3 separate regions of the Mus musculus genome follow, and regions 2 and 3 are each linked to region 1. The links are chromatin contacts, called in public Hi-C and promoter capture Hi-C maps. All regions are on one chromosome and are shown on one strand. The core of a region is the stretch at or near the end of the contact, and the rest is flanking DNA. Distances in the headings are between cores, read along the strand shown.

Evidence for each region. Promoter capture Hi-C pulls out the DNA fragments that hold promoters and counts their contacts. A called contact is a pair of places that touch in the nucleus more often than the background predicts.
Region 2: a contact with region 1 is called in a Hi-C map of liver, with 2.0 times the contacts expected there. The contact joins the enhancer-like site here to the promoter of Srgap3 in region 1. A contact is called at or near these places in 1 of 39 promoter capture datasets (liver), 3 of 484 Hi-C or Micro-C datasets (the C2C12 cell line, the N1E-115 cell line and liver) and 1 of 9 other capture datasets (adipose tissue).
Region 3: a contact with region 1 is called in a promoter capture Hi-C map of the HPC-7 cell line, with 5 times the contacts expected there. The contact joins the enhancer-like site here to the promoter of Srgap3 in region 1. A contact is called at or near these places in 21 of 39 promoter capture datasets (the 3T3-L1 cell line, the C10 cell line, the HPC-7 cell line and 11 more), 1 of 15 datasets of contacts at CTCF or cohesin (the NIH/3T3 cell line), 10 of 484 Hi-C or Micro-C datasets (the BV-2 cell line, the C2C12 cell line, brain and 6 more), 19 of 115 datasets of contacts at active chromatin or transcription factors (VIP interneurons, bone marrow-derived macrophages, craniofacial prominence and 13 more) and 5 of 9 other capture datasets (adipose tissue, embryonic stem cells, embryonic tail and 2 more).

The regions. Positions count from the first base shown.
Region 1 is chr6:112,945,932-112,950,452 of GRCm38.p6, reverse strand. Srgap3 (SLIT-ROBO Rho GTPase activating protein 3) reads left to right here and starts at 3,187. Exons shown (of 22, transcript NM_080448.4): 1 at 3,187-4,023. The coding sequence starts at 3,957.
Region 2 is chr6:113,096,503-113,101,069 of GRCm38.p6, reverse strand. All of the region lies in intron 1 of Setd5 (SET domain containing 5), which reads right to left. Among named protein-coding and RNA genes, the nearest start is that of Setd5, 21 kb to the right of the region's middle. Within about 2 kb of position 1,264, at least 266 of the 459 cell types and tissues checked have an H3K27ac peak or open chromatin away from gene starts, as enhancers often do. A contact at or near this core is called in the C2C12 cell line, the N1E-115 cell line, adipose tissue and 1 more, where this site is marked.
Region 3 is chr6:112,795,500-112,800,353 of GRCm38.p6, reverse strand. It overlaps Srgap3 (SLIT-ROBO Rho GTPase activating protein 3), which reads left to right. Exons shown (of 22, transcript NM_080448.4): 4 at 4,519-4,581. Among named protein-coding and RNA genes, the nearest start is that of Gm26799, 98 kb to the right of the region's middle. Within about 2 kb of position 3,558, at least 41 of the 459 cell types and tissues checked have an H3K27ac peak or open chromatin away from gene starts, as enhancers often do. A contact at or near this core is called in the BV-2 cell line, the C2C12 cell line, the HPC-7 cell line and 5 more, where this site is marked.

The DNA.
Region 1 (4,521 bases), core at 1,938-4,437:
TCTTGGGTCTTGATCTTGGTCAGATCTGCATTTCAATGAGTTCCAGAGTGGGTGTGGTTACTAGATAGTGCCTTGGCCCCGAGCAAATTGCTCTCTGCTCTGTGTCTCTGCTTCCCCAATTTGAAAATAAAGATTTTTTTTACAGCACCAGACCTAATGAGGTATAGCAAGGACCTACCTATATCTATGAGATCTATATGGAGTATTTGGGCTGTCATCTATACACAGGGAGGCCTTAATAAAAAAGTAAAAATTTAGGGGCTGGTGAGATGGCTGAGTGGTTAAGAGCCCTGGCTGCTCTTCCAGAGGACCTGGGTGGGGTTGAAGTTCACACCCACATGGCCACTCAAAACTCTCTATAACTCCAGTTTCAGGAAATCTGACACCCTCACACAGACCTATATGTAGGCAAAAATACCAATGCACACAAAATAAAGAAATAAAGAAATCGTTTTTAAAAAGTAACTTTGGGGGCCGAAGAGATAGCACAGTGATTACGAATGTTGGCTGCTCTTGTAGAGAACCCAGGTTAGGTTCCTGGTACATGGTAGCTCACAACTCTGGTTCAGGGAATTGACCCCTCTTTTGGCTTTCTTGGGCAGCAGGTATGTACCACACACACACACACACACACACACACACACACACACACACACACACACACACGCAGGCAAACACGGACACAAAACAAAACAAAACAAAACAAAACAAAACAAAACAAAACAAAACGAAGTAGAATAAAACCTCAGTACAATTCAGGAATATCTAAAGTCCTTCAGGAAACAGGCCTGGGTGAAAGAGCATATTTCCATGACTGTTCTAATTCTTGGTTGGGGGGGGGGGGAACGCACAGATCAAGTCACATGGTTTTGCCCCTTTTCAGTTACAAATTTATGGGGAGGGGGGGTCTTCTTTCTGTTACTGCCCTGTGAAGAGTAAACATTAGCAATAGCAATTGGTTTCATTCAACAAAGAACAATGGCCATTTGGAGGGGGTTGTTGCAGAAGGGAGACAGTCTGAGTCAGTCTGAGTGACCCAGACCTCAGTGAGCTGTGGGGAAGGTTGGAAGGGACAAGATGAGGCCACAGTGCAGGGGCCCTGCCTAGGCTGCTGACCTCTTCCCAGGAACAGAGGATTTGAGACAATATAGGTTCCTCCATTGGTGACAACTTTGTGGCTGTCCGAGTCTTCCCTTCTCTCCCCTCTTTTCTTCTTCCTTTTTGACCTGCTTTTGTCCCCAGTGTCTGTGAACGCCACAGCTCTGATGCTTGGCCCCTTGGTGGGGTCTCCGTGGAACTGTCATTTGATAGGCGAGAACACTGAAGTTCTGAGACGACATGGAGGCCACACAGCTGGGATGTGGCTGGGCCAGACTCTAAATCATCTTTCTTCTGAGAAAGAAACCCAGCCCTTGCTGTTCAACAGGCATTCTCTGACACATCTCGCTTTATTGTCTCATGGCTTCTTGGGACATTCCCATGGCTCAGCGCGCTGTATGCGTCTCTGACATGCATGTGTGGTTTAAAAATTCTCCTCATGGCTAGAATGGCCGTTTCCTGGGTTCCTGCTCCCAGCGGCCACAGAGAGCAGTCAGAGTCACCTGGCTCCAGGCTCCTAGAAGAGACAGGAAGGAATCTGGTTAGCTGCATATTCACATTCCAGGGCATAGGACACTAACTCCACTTTTCTCTGAGGATCTAGGCTTAAGGCAGGTTAATCTCTGAGCATATCTTCCTCTAATGACACTTGTGGCTTCTGCATAGCAGAGGGCCTACATGTCCCTGGGAAGGGTGAGGCAGGAGGATGTGGGCTGTGGCATCTGCTTATGAACTCTGTAACCTCCTCTTTCTGTGTCCAGAGCTATAATAAGCCTATGATTCACCAGGTGAACTGCTCAGGCAGCTGCTGTGCATTCCCCAACTGAGCCCTTGGTGCTCACCCACTGATCACTAGGCGGGAGGACCCTGTCTCACTTTACCTACCTCTCCAGACCCGTTCTAGCTGCATACTCTCTTGGGGAGCCCTTAGAGGCTGGTACGGATAACCTGTTCATTTCTAAACCCAAGCCAAATCACATGTTGGGCCATTCCAGAAGGACAAGTGGAAGGTGGTACCTAGTTTGAGAAAGTTATGGAAGTCTCTTTCAGTGAACTCTTGGGGGACAAGACACTCTCATGACAGTTTATTATCAGGCATCCTATGGTACTTGATGCCAGTTTGACCTACCACACTGAACTATTTGAAATGCCAATGAAATTAGGACTCTCTAATGAAATGCTGGAGACTCCTACTGAGTCTTTACTACTGGTGGGTTTTGTTGTCTGGGTTGGAATGCTGGCACCCTGGTAAGTCATTTTCCACTTATATATAATGTAGCCCCTAGGATGCTGGGGTTACCATAGTTGCTACTATTTATAGGGAGCTTACTGTGTACCTAGGTACTGAGCCAAACTGTTTCTGTTCATACTCCATCTCCCAAAAGCTCTTTACATTTGAATCCCCCCGCTCTGTAATATTTTCAATTCTTAGCACTTGTCATTTTTACCCATTCTATCATTCAGCGTGTAGTTAAATTCTGTTGTACTGTCATATGGTGCTTCTTGCCTTTATAACGCCAGTGGGCCCTTTAGTAAGCTTTTTGTATGTATTTGTTGAAATTGTCCATTAAAGAGTCTCCAAAGAGAGCTTATTTTACTGGTAAAGGAACTAAGACGAGGGAGTCAGAATGGCGCTGTCCCACCTTCTCTGAGCCTGAAGGCAGCCCTGTCTGCCAGATCTCTCTGCAAAGCTGAAACCTCTGGCACTGTCCCTGTTATCAAGTAATTCTTTCAAAAATAGTGGCCTCTCCTGCATGCATCAGACTCTGCCAGAGTCTCAGGCAGAGTGACAACTCGTCATATAGTTGCTAGTTTGAGCACGACGCAAAGAAAAGAATCTTTCTGTGTTTGTTAGAAAATCTCCAGCCTAACTACTACTAGCTCGAGTTTGCAGGAGCCTCCCAGGCCTTCCCAACCTGATTTCCCCCTCCTGCCGCCTTCCCTTTTGTGAGCGTTTCTTCCCCTTTTTGCTTGCAGCTAGTTCAGCTCTCCTGTAGGCTACAATGTGTCAGTTGTTATAAAATCCGGGAGGCGGAGTCTAGTGACGAGGGCGGTGGGGGAGAGCTCAGCCAGCCCTGCAGGGTGAGCAGTCCAGCCCTGGGTCCAGCGGAGCTAAAACGCTACAGCCGGGAAAACTTCCACCTCCCTCTCCTGGTTTTGATCCTCACCGTCCAGCAGACCCGAGGCGCCGATCGACCGGAGGGAGGATGAGAGATGACCGGTCCTTTGGCAACCTGACCATTTCCTTAGCAGAGCCTTCCAAAGCGAACCGGAGACTGGCCACACGACCCAGGAGGCGCCGCGCCTCTTGTGGATGTGTGTGTATGAGTGAGCAAGCGGGTGTGTGTGTGTGAGTGAGGGTGTGTGTGTGTATGCGTGTGTGTGTGTGTGTGCGCGCGTGTGTGTATGCGCGCGCTTGTGGTGTGGATGGGTGTGTGCACAGCACAATTGCGTGGAAGCGTGTCTGGGTGAGCGTGTGTGTGCACTCGTGAATGTGTTTGTGTGTGTGTGTGTACGTGTGTGTGTGTGTTTGTGTGTGCTCTTGGCTGCTATTATTATTATTTTGGAAGAAAAATCCTGGAAATCTGGGGCAGGTTATGGTACTCCCAGGGTGACTTCTTTTGCAAGAGGAGCTGACCAGAGCAAGCCACTAGAGCCATTTCCCTGCCAGCAGAGAGCATTTTCCTCCCAGAAGAAGGATTTCAACCCCGGGGCTCTGTAGCCAAGTAAAAGAGATTAGCCCTTGAAACCTGTGAAATCGACCATTGCTGTGTGATTACCCAGGCTTGGGAGAGGACTTGGAGAGAGAAGGAGAAATAGATCAAACAGCCTGTCAGTTCTCTTTGCCACGTCGGAAGATGTCATCTCAAACTAAGTTCAAGAAAGACAAAGAGATCATTGCTGAATATGAAGCCCAAATAAAAGGTGAGTGGTGGGGCCGAGGGACTTTGCCTTCTCTCCGTCCCCTTGTCTCTCCCTCTGCTGTCTCTTCCTTCGCCTCCCTGCCTTCTTGAGAAGTTGCTATGCAGCAATAATCTTATTGTAAGGAGGAAGGACCGGGTGCTGGCTGCACAAGTCCAGACTGGCTCCCACTGCAGATAGTGCCTGGGCTGGGAGCGTGAATTACAGAAAGGGCAGAAATCTCTGCATTGCAGGTGTGTGAGGAAGGGACTTTAGGAGTGTCGCCGGTACTCCATCATCTTGGCAGTGATATGTCACTCTAAGGCCATTTTGACAGTCAAGGCCTCCTCCCCCTCACTCCCATCGAGAAAGCCCTTTGCTATTTATGTATATATTTTTTGATCTGCTCTCCCCATCCCTTCTTTTGGCTTTTGTGGGTGGTTGTTTTTGCCTCTGCTGCCTTCTCTGGGCTGAAATTCAAATGCATGAGTATGGGCTGCGGGGGGTGGGGGTGGGGTGGGG
Region 2 (4,567 bases), core at 15-2,514, 150 kb before region 1:
TTAATAATTTTATTTCTGTATTACTTGTTACTTTCCATTTACATCTAACACAAAATAACTAAGGGAGGGAAGGAAATGGCCTTGGTTTCCAAGGTGATGAGATACTGCCCTTCTCTTCCCTTCTATCAAAACTGTTCCCCTCAGGATTCTCAAGTTTTTCTTGTCTTTCCATGGGGGTTCCAAACTCAGTAACTTTTACATTTCTGTTTTGTTTTGTTTGTTTTTAAGCAATTGCTATAGCCCACATCAGACTTAAACTTGTATCCTCCTTGGCTGACCCTCCCAAGTGCTATTATTGGCACACACCACCACATGGGGCACAGACCTCTTTTCATCAAATACCAGATTTACTTTGGATACAGGCCTAGCAAAACATATTAAATGATGACTCCTTTCTTTTCCCCATTCCATTCCTTATAAAAACTGGGGGCAGGGGGAATCGGTTCTACCTGGGGTCAATTCCATCAACTTACTATATCCCCAAAAGGAAAGGAAAATAGAGAACCTATTAAATTTGGGGAAAGAGAATGAAGAAAGGGAAGAGTAGGTGATCAGAATTTCTTAAATTCATGTTTTTATTTCACAAAGTCAAATATAGTACTGACCAAAATGAGCTCTCAATATCCAAAATAATAACAGGTCATAAACATGGAAGAAAGCTGTTCACAAGTCACCATCCATTAGAAGGCATGCCCTTTACATTTATGTGTGTGGGTGTGGGCGTGCGCATGTTTCCAATTTTTAAAAATCTGGAAAACAAAGTAATCTTTAGAAAAATATTTTCAAAAGTATATTCACAATTTTGAAGTGAAAAAAAAAAAGGTTTGAAGGTGACAGTAAAAAGAAGAAATAAAATAGTCAAGTATTCAGCAGCAGCAAGTAAGAGGAAGGACAGAGGCAAAGTAAAAATATAGTTTCACTCTGCCATCAATTATCAACCCACCAGATCTACAAAATACCGGATCCACTAACAAACCCAGCCTGTCTTCCAATACTGAGCACTCTTTTGAGAGTTACCATTTATATGTAGTTTCTAGACTTTTAAGATTTCAGAAGAAATGTATCAGACAGGTGAGGCGGAAGCAGCTGGGAGACAAGAGACCAGTAAACAGTCAACCCAATGAAAGAAACGCACAAGTCAGCTTTAGCAATCCTGTGAAGAGGACTGGCAGGAAGAAGAGTGCAGCTTTAGAAAGAGAACAGGCCTCGTATGCTTCAGACAGTCTTTGTACTGAGGCTGTGGACCTTGGCCACTCTCCCAGAGATGATGCAATCCTGATGAACAAGATCTGCTGCCAGACAAGCGATTGTTAGCAGCCTTTGCAGACAGCAACTCAGCCAAGAAGCAATCTCTGAGCAGCTCCCCATAAGCCACCAGAATGTCAAATTTCTTCCATTTCAGTCTCTGATAAAATAAAGGGAATATCCCTACCCCACGCATCCCAAGCCCTTTTCTTAGAGAGCCCTTTGTCTTCCCTGCTTTCCTTTAACTGTGTTTAAAGTCTCCACCACTCATAATTATATTTCAAATGAAACACCAAAAATATTTTTACTCTGATGAGCAGAATTCTCTAAACATATTAACGATAAGGCCTTTACAGTAAAAATTTATACTAATTTTCCTCAGTTTCCCAAGAAAAACCTGGGACACAATAGTTTCTTGTATAAAAACTGTTATGAAATCTGATACTCAATTATGACTCACAAAAATAAAGATAAATATTTAGACTAATCTAGGGTCAGAGAGGTATATTTTGAATTCTGAAATTACATGGAACTCAGTACATAAAACAATGTCATCTAGGAGAGAAAAAAGAAAATCTACTCTAGCTTAGGTCAAGATAAACATTAACAAAGTGTCTTTACAATGTTAGGTACAACGCCTCCTTTTCTAGGGGCAGCATGACTTCAGATCTTACTAGAGTTAATGATTATAATCCATTTACTTAGACTCCAGCTTAAATATACATTCAATTTAAAAATCTTCCCTAGAATTGTCATCATAGGCCCAATTTCTTTTCAGTTTAGGTACTGGGTTTTTCATATACAATATTGTTTCTCACCTTGTTAAAGACTTAGGTTAGGGAACTTCAACTACAGGAAGCCTCAAACCAAATTTCTTTTTAAAACCACCATCCTTAAACTGGGACACAATTCAAGATTCAGGTTTCTTACACATATATATTACTGAAAGCATTATGTTCAACCCTGTATTTAGATAATGGAAATTAACACATATAGCACAGCTCTGAAAATTCTTTAGTAGGCTAATGAGTAACTGAATTAAGAGAGAAAATTTGTACAAAGAGATAATTTGGTAGGGTACTTGCCTGGCACCACAAAGCCCTGAGTTTTCTTAGCCTTGCACAAATTTGGCATGGTGTTATGAGGCTATCTATAATCCTAGGACTTTGGAGGTACAGGTAGAATTATCAGAATTCCAGGTTATTCTGGGTTACATATAGCAAATTTTGGGCAAATTTGGGATATGTGAGCCCTGTCTTAAAAAACAAAACAAAACAAAAACCCTTCAAAAAAATTGCAAAGGGGTTGGGGGAAAAATTGCAATTTTATGATTGGATCTTTCCGTCTGCATGTGAGTTGAATTTTCTCTTAAATCAGTTTTTCTTATGACTATAAAATTTAAAAGGGGGGATTGAGAGAGTAGGGCTGGGAGGAGAAGAGGGGAGGAAAAATAAATTAATGAAAAACTTTTTTTTTTTTTTTTAACAAAGTGGGAACTCTTATGAGGACTTTAAAATGATAAAGTCTTGCAGGGCGTGGTGGCACAGGCCTTTAATCCCAGCACTCCAGAGGCAGAGGCAGGCAGATCTCTGAGTTCGAGGCCACCCTGGTCTACAAAGTGAGTTCCAGGACAGTCAGGGCTACACAGGGAAAACGTGTCTTGAAAAAACAACAACAAAAACAAGAAAGAAAGAAAGAAAGAAAGAAAGAAAGAAAGAAAGAAAGAAAGAAAGAAAGAAAGAACGAAAAAGAAAAAAATATGTAGTTTCACTTTCCCATCAATGAACAACCTACCAGATCTACAGAATACTGGATCCACTAGCAAACCCAGCTTGTCCTGCTTTACTCCTTTTTATTTTCTTTTGATTTTTCAAGACGGTTTTTCTGTGTAGCCCCGGCTGTCCTGGAACTCACTTTGTAGGCCAGGCTGGCCTTGAATTGAGTAATCTGCCTGTCTCCGCCTCCCAAGTGCTGGAATTAAAGGCGTGCTCCACCACGGCTTTACTCCTCCTTTTACTACACACACACACACACACACACACACACACACACACACACACCAGTTCAAAATGTGGGTTTTTAATGCATACAATCAGCTTTCTGCAGAACTCATGTACCATCTGAATTATATGCTTATCCATTTCTAGCCAAAACCCAACTATCCCAAGGGAAAAAAAACTAGCAGTACTACTTTTTTTTGCTTTGGGAGAAAAGGATATTAGGAAAAATGATTACATAAGGAGCTAGAAATTTTGTGATATAGCCCACAATTTAGCTCAATGACTCCAGAAACATTGTATTACACAGATGACTTTTTTTTTTTTTGGTTGTTTTAGATGACTTCTAAATGTATCAATATAAAATAGTTATTTTCTTTTTTCCTGCTTCATATTTTCTGTGAATCCTCAACTTGCTTGGCAATTTATGTCTCAAGTAGGTACAACAGAAAGAATACTGTCCCGCTCTAAGAAACACATGGAGAAGAATCTGCAGTAGGATATTTATGAAGCTTGTAGAATTAGAAGAATCTACAAAGAAAGAAGTGCCACACTAATAACTTGAATGTGGCTAAAAATAGCTTCCGCCTTTCCACACCCAAAAAGTATAGGAAGAGGAAATGGGAAAAATATGACAAAGAAGTAAAAAACCCCACAATAAAACCCAAACAAAAACCCAAAAGATATAGGCTGGGTGTGGTGGTAAAAGCCTTTAGTCTCAGTCCTAGAAAGGCAATCCCTGTGAGTTCCAGGTCAAGGTGGGCACACAGTGAGACCGTCTCAAAATAAAAACCAACAAACCAAACAGTAAAAGGGAGAGAAAGGATAAATACTACAGGAGTATTTATAAATATTCAGAGATCTGGTGAGAAGCTCACCTAATTTACACAATAGTAAATTGGGCTTAACTGTGAAGATAGTGAATACAGGAAATAGATCCAGGAGTTGTAGAAAAAAGAAAGAAAGAGAAACAGATTGGCATAATCTGAAATATGTGACTTAACAATTCAAGCCAAGATAAAATTTCCTTTTCTTCTAACTCTTGTTTATCCTTTGGTTTCTTAAAATTTACATTCTCTCTAGGGGATTCTGGAACTGGTAAAATGTCTGTAAAGCTTCGCTTACTATGAAGCAATTTTAAGACCAATTAAAAAGAAAGTCCTACTTATAATGGCTATGATAGAGGTCAAGGCGTACATTTACCTTTCCTAGATAGTTATTTACATGTACTAGGAGGCATACCTCATAATTGTACTGGCTTAAATAAATTCAACTTCATAAAAATAGTTTTAGGACTTAGAAGATGGTTTTTAAAAACCTCTGTG
Region 3 (4,854 bases), core at 2,309-4,808, 150 kb after region 1:
TTGGTGGTGGTGGGGCATATATCTTTAATTTTGGCTAACTCCTAGGCTCTCCTCTCTTCAATCTCTCTCTCCACAGTCAACCCTTTTCCTCAGGCATTTCTCCTGTCTCCCTTCATGACGTCTATATTCTCTCATCTAAACTAATTGAATTTTTCCTTGTGTCATAAGATTGTAGTTTTCCATACAGTTTTTCATGCACCCTTCGTTTTGGTTAAGCCATTGGCCAATGTCCCGTTTTTTTCATGCCTCGTCCACTTCCACACGTGGACCTCCCCTTGGACCTCCTAATGTTCTTACTCCTTCCCTTCAGTTAACCGGTATTTCACCATTTCCTCTTCCGTGAAGCATCCATTCACGTCCAGGGGCCTGTTTCTGAAGTCCTGACTTTCACATGCACTACTGAAGGTGAAACACATACAACAAAGGATTCGAAGCTAGGATCTGCGTATGAAAGAGAGCCTGTGATTCTTGTCTTTGGGGTCTAGGAGAGACCTCCCTCGACATCATTAGACAGTGCTATTTTTAGATACTGTCCTAGTGTTGTGTTGCTATAACTGAGTGATACAGAGTAAGTAACTTATGAAGAGTTCACGTTTCCTCTGATCACAGTTCTGAAGGCTGGAAGGCCAAGGATGAAGTTGGCCATAACTAACAAAGGCCTTCTTGCTGGTAGGGATGCTGCAGAAGCCCAAGGTTGTGCAAAGATCACGTGGGAAGACAGAGTAGGTGGTACAACCTGCGATCTCTCTTGGACAAAGCCCCCAATCCTGTATGGCGGACAATCCTCCTAACCTTAACTAATCCTAAATGCCTTCCCTATTATTATCACACGGGTTTGAGGGTTATGTTTCAGCAGAGTTTGGGAGTGGGATGAACACTCCAAAGGTAGGAGATGTAGAAATGACATTAGTGTTAGAAACGGCCCAACACGGAGTTAGCTTGATGGGAATATGGACAGACTCCTTAAGAATTAACCTTTTAAAATCTAGCTCATAACCCCCTAAGATCTATATTAAAGCAGGCCTTTTGTTGTTATTGCTGGGGGTGGGGGGGTATTTTGGGGTGTGGTCCTGGAGAGACCGAACACAGGTCTACCTCTCAGCTACATCTCAGTTTGCAGTATTAAGAGTTTCCGCTGAAAAGCCCTGCATTAAAACCAGCCCTGCATTAAAACCAGCCCTGCATTAAAGCAAATCACCCATGGCATTGATTTCATTCAGGAACTGTGTCATTACAAGAGAAACTTTGCCATTTCATCTCACGTTGATGCAAATTAATGTTTTGTTTTGATGAAGAAGGACAAAATGGCCACCTTTTATTTTTAACTTTAAGCGGCATCTATGCGAGCCTTCTTGGGCATTTATAGAGCCCCTTTTGCATGCAAATCTTTATGGTCAACCTTTTACAAGAAATTCCCCCAAGGATAAAAGCTTCTTGCTTCAGCCTGGGTCACAATTCTTCCCCTGATCCAATCCTTGAGACAAACTTCCAGGTCACTGTGTCACAGCCACAGTCTGGTGGATCAGCCAGGTCTAGGGCCAGCCTCACCTGCATCTCATGTTCTCTTAGAAGGAGGAATAGAGAAGCAAGCAATGACCATTGAAGCTGATGTATCTCTAGTTGGGCAATTGAAACAAAGGGGAGCAGACTTTCTTTGGTGGGGATGGGAAAAGGTTGGGGGGAAGGCCTGGGAAGCAATACCTGAGCAGATGGGGAGGCAGTACATCAGAGACACAGGCAGTGTCCTGTGGGATTGGCCTCCTTCCCGCCTGCCTGTGGCCTGGACCCTGTCCATTGCGGCTTTGAAGTGGCTGTTTCTCTTCGGTGTGTCTGTATGCTGCGCTGAGCCCAGAAAAAACAGACCAGGCTTTTGAGCCAGACCAACCAAAAGCTGATTGCAGGCTCTGTCACTCTCTAGTTCATCTTGGGCAAGGTGCTCAGTCCTTCGAATCTCTAGCTCTGCCCATGTGTCAAAAGAGAATGATAGCAGTAGCCACTTTAAAGGTTTAAATTAGTGCATGGAAGGGACTTTGAACAGTATTGAGCAAATGGAAGATGTTTCATGAGCGGGGTTTTGCTGGTCAGCTTTTTCTACAGTGCTTGGTAGAGACAGCTCTCTACTAAATATTGCATGCATGTGTGAGTGGATCCAAAGCTAGGGACGAACTGGAAGAGATGTCATTAGCTCAAGCACTGGCTCAGAGTGCCATGAATCCACGTGGGTCTTGGTGCTGGGGTCTGCTGAGTCGTCACAAGGCTGGCTGTGTCTCAGCAACCATATTCTTCAGAAGCTCCCACCTTTTGGGACTGTCACACAATGTACAGAATTCAGGACTGAGAACTGCACGGTTGAGTTATAGAAAAAAAATCCAAACCGAAATCTCATAATGTTCTGAGTAAGTTTCCATTTCTGACCTGAGTTGGATTCATGGTTATCCTGGTATATATAGAAGCCCACAGCTGTAAGGCAGATGTACCTGAGAGGAATGAATGCTGGATGAAAAGCCCATTTACACGTCAGATGTCCTGGCCAGCAGATGCCATCCTTATGAGCACCCAGAGGTGCAGATGGCTACTCCTCTCTAAAATGACTCCTGGTTTTGGAGTTATAAACGGAGATACTTCTGTGAGGCCCTAGGCCCTGTGGCCAGCTGGAAAGCTTGAGACTTCCATAGTTGACACAGGGTTTGGACTACTGGACCATCTAGTCTTCCTAGAGTAGCTGAAAATTAAGGCCTATAAGGGAAATATCTTGATTGTTAAATTCTGGGAAAGTGCTCAGACTTTCTAGAATCACCAAGTGGCCAAACAAGAGTATTCTTGCAGGCTAGAGGGACTGCGGCCTGGAGGCCTTGCCTAACACAGTACTTTGCTGAGGAATAGTTTAAACCCTCCATGACATCAAAGCAATATCTAGAAATGACTGTGGTGGCTACAACTTCAGGCCAAAGGTAGAGATTACTAGTAAGAAGAGGCAGGTAGGCTACCCAACACCCAGCCGTCCATTCATAGGATGGTGCCGAAGAAAGAGTTAGTTGTCCTTAAGGGAGTTTAACTGGAGTTAGCTGTTGAGAAAAGGGAGGCTGGGGACACCTGCTTTACAGTGGCTGGCCCTTGTGACTAGCTAGCCTCAGTTTACCGTTAGTTTGTCAGAAAGGCAAGGCTGTGGGGATGGTTGGATCTTCTTTGGCCCAACCTTGTGTGTGAAGGAAGTGACTTCCATCCAGTGTCTTTTGCAAGCATGAAAATAATGCAAAAAATGTGGAGCGCCACGGTCAGTTGTTATTGGGTCCCCAAGGTCTGGGTGTGGTGGCCTGTTGAAGATTGTCTTGGTTTTGGCCTCTTGTCCCTGGTGGAATGTTTGGTTTGGGTTCGTTACTCAGTAGTATTTGGAACTGTAATTGGGAATACTTCCCTTCCTTAACCAACTCTGTCCATAAAAAAAAAAAAAGACAAAAACAAAAATAATAAGCTTTGAAGGCTGCTGGCCAGGCATCAACTCTGTGGCTGTTCGGGGAGATGCCCAGGAGTTAATGAGCTATGACTCAGCAGGTCCCATATGGTGGTTTACAGTTCTCTTGAGGAAATACAAGAACATGCCTCCAGCCCCACCAGTTCAGGCTCTGTGTACAAGTTCCTGTTTCTGAGGTGTGTCCCTGAGCATCCTATTCTCCTACTCAAAAGCCTTCAATGTCTCCCAGTTCTACTCTGAATGAAGTCAGAGCCCAGTCAGCCTCCATGATATGACCTAGGCAAAAAGTGGTAGCTTTAGAACCCCATGTCTATAGTGAGGATGTCTTATTCTAGGAACTGGGGATGGAAGATGAATTTGTGTTCACTAGGATGCTCTGGCTACAAGTAGCAGAATACTGGTTAATATGTCTTAAGCAACTAAGCCACAGAAGTAGATGGAGACTAGAGGCTAGTTCTGAGTTTTGGATTTATCAGTACTTAGATAGTAATGAAAGGAACCAGGTTCCTTTTACTCTGTCCTCCTAAAGCTACATACTCTTTCTATCTCTAGATGACTGCTGGTACCAACTTGGGCTATTTGGAGTTTTGCTCACAGTTGGTAGAAGGGCTAAAACCTTCTCCTACATCACACAAGTCCTGCTTTTCTATCTCATTAAGTCAGGCCAGGACTGTATCCGCACAAAGAACAATCCATGGTTTAGAGTTAAGATGGGATGAAGTACCCTGGAAGAACTGAGCTGGAGGGACAAATGCAGACCAATGCGTGCTTCTATTAGGACATAGGGAAAGCTGGATTATAGGTAGTGAACCCCCAGTTCCTGCTACAAACTGTAAAGGATTGGGCCATTTGAAAGGCGGCTATGAATTGAGGAGAAGAGATAATCAAATGTCTATAGAGTGTCAAGTTTCATCTTGACAGCCCAGGAAACTGTCACCCCATACTTTAAAATCAAGGTGCTGGGCATGTGTGTGTTACTTTTCGGTAATTTGAGTTTGACAACCAGACCATTTCTATGGGCTGACATGTGTTCTTCCATATTCCAGAGCAAAGAGATTGGCCTGCAGATGCATGAGGAGCTGCTGAAGGTCACCAACGAGCTCTACACAGTAAGTTCTACCCAGAACCATTGCTACTTGTTTGGGTCTCTTGTCTTTAGCTTGAGAGAGGCAGGGCAGAATTTGGCGTGACAGTCATCATGAAAGTTTTTAATGACTCATAACTTCAACTCCCTATTCCTTATGTTTGGGATGGGTCCTGGGCATGGTTAGTGAGTTCCACTGTGTGAGAGAGTAATGTGATCTGCCAGACACAGGATGAGCACATGAGCACTCATGAGCACAAAGGTCCTTCAGTGGAGGCAAGGAACATGGGTGCAGAGT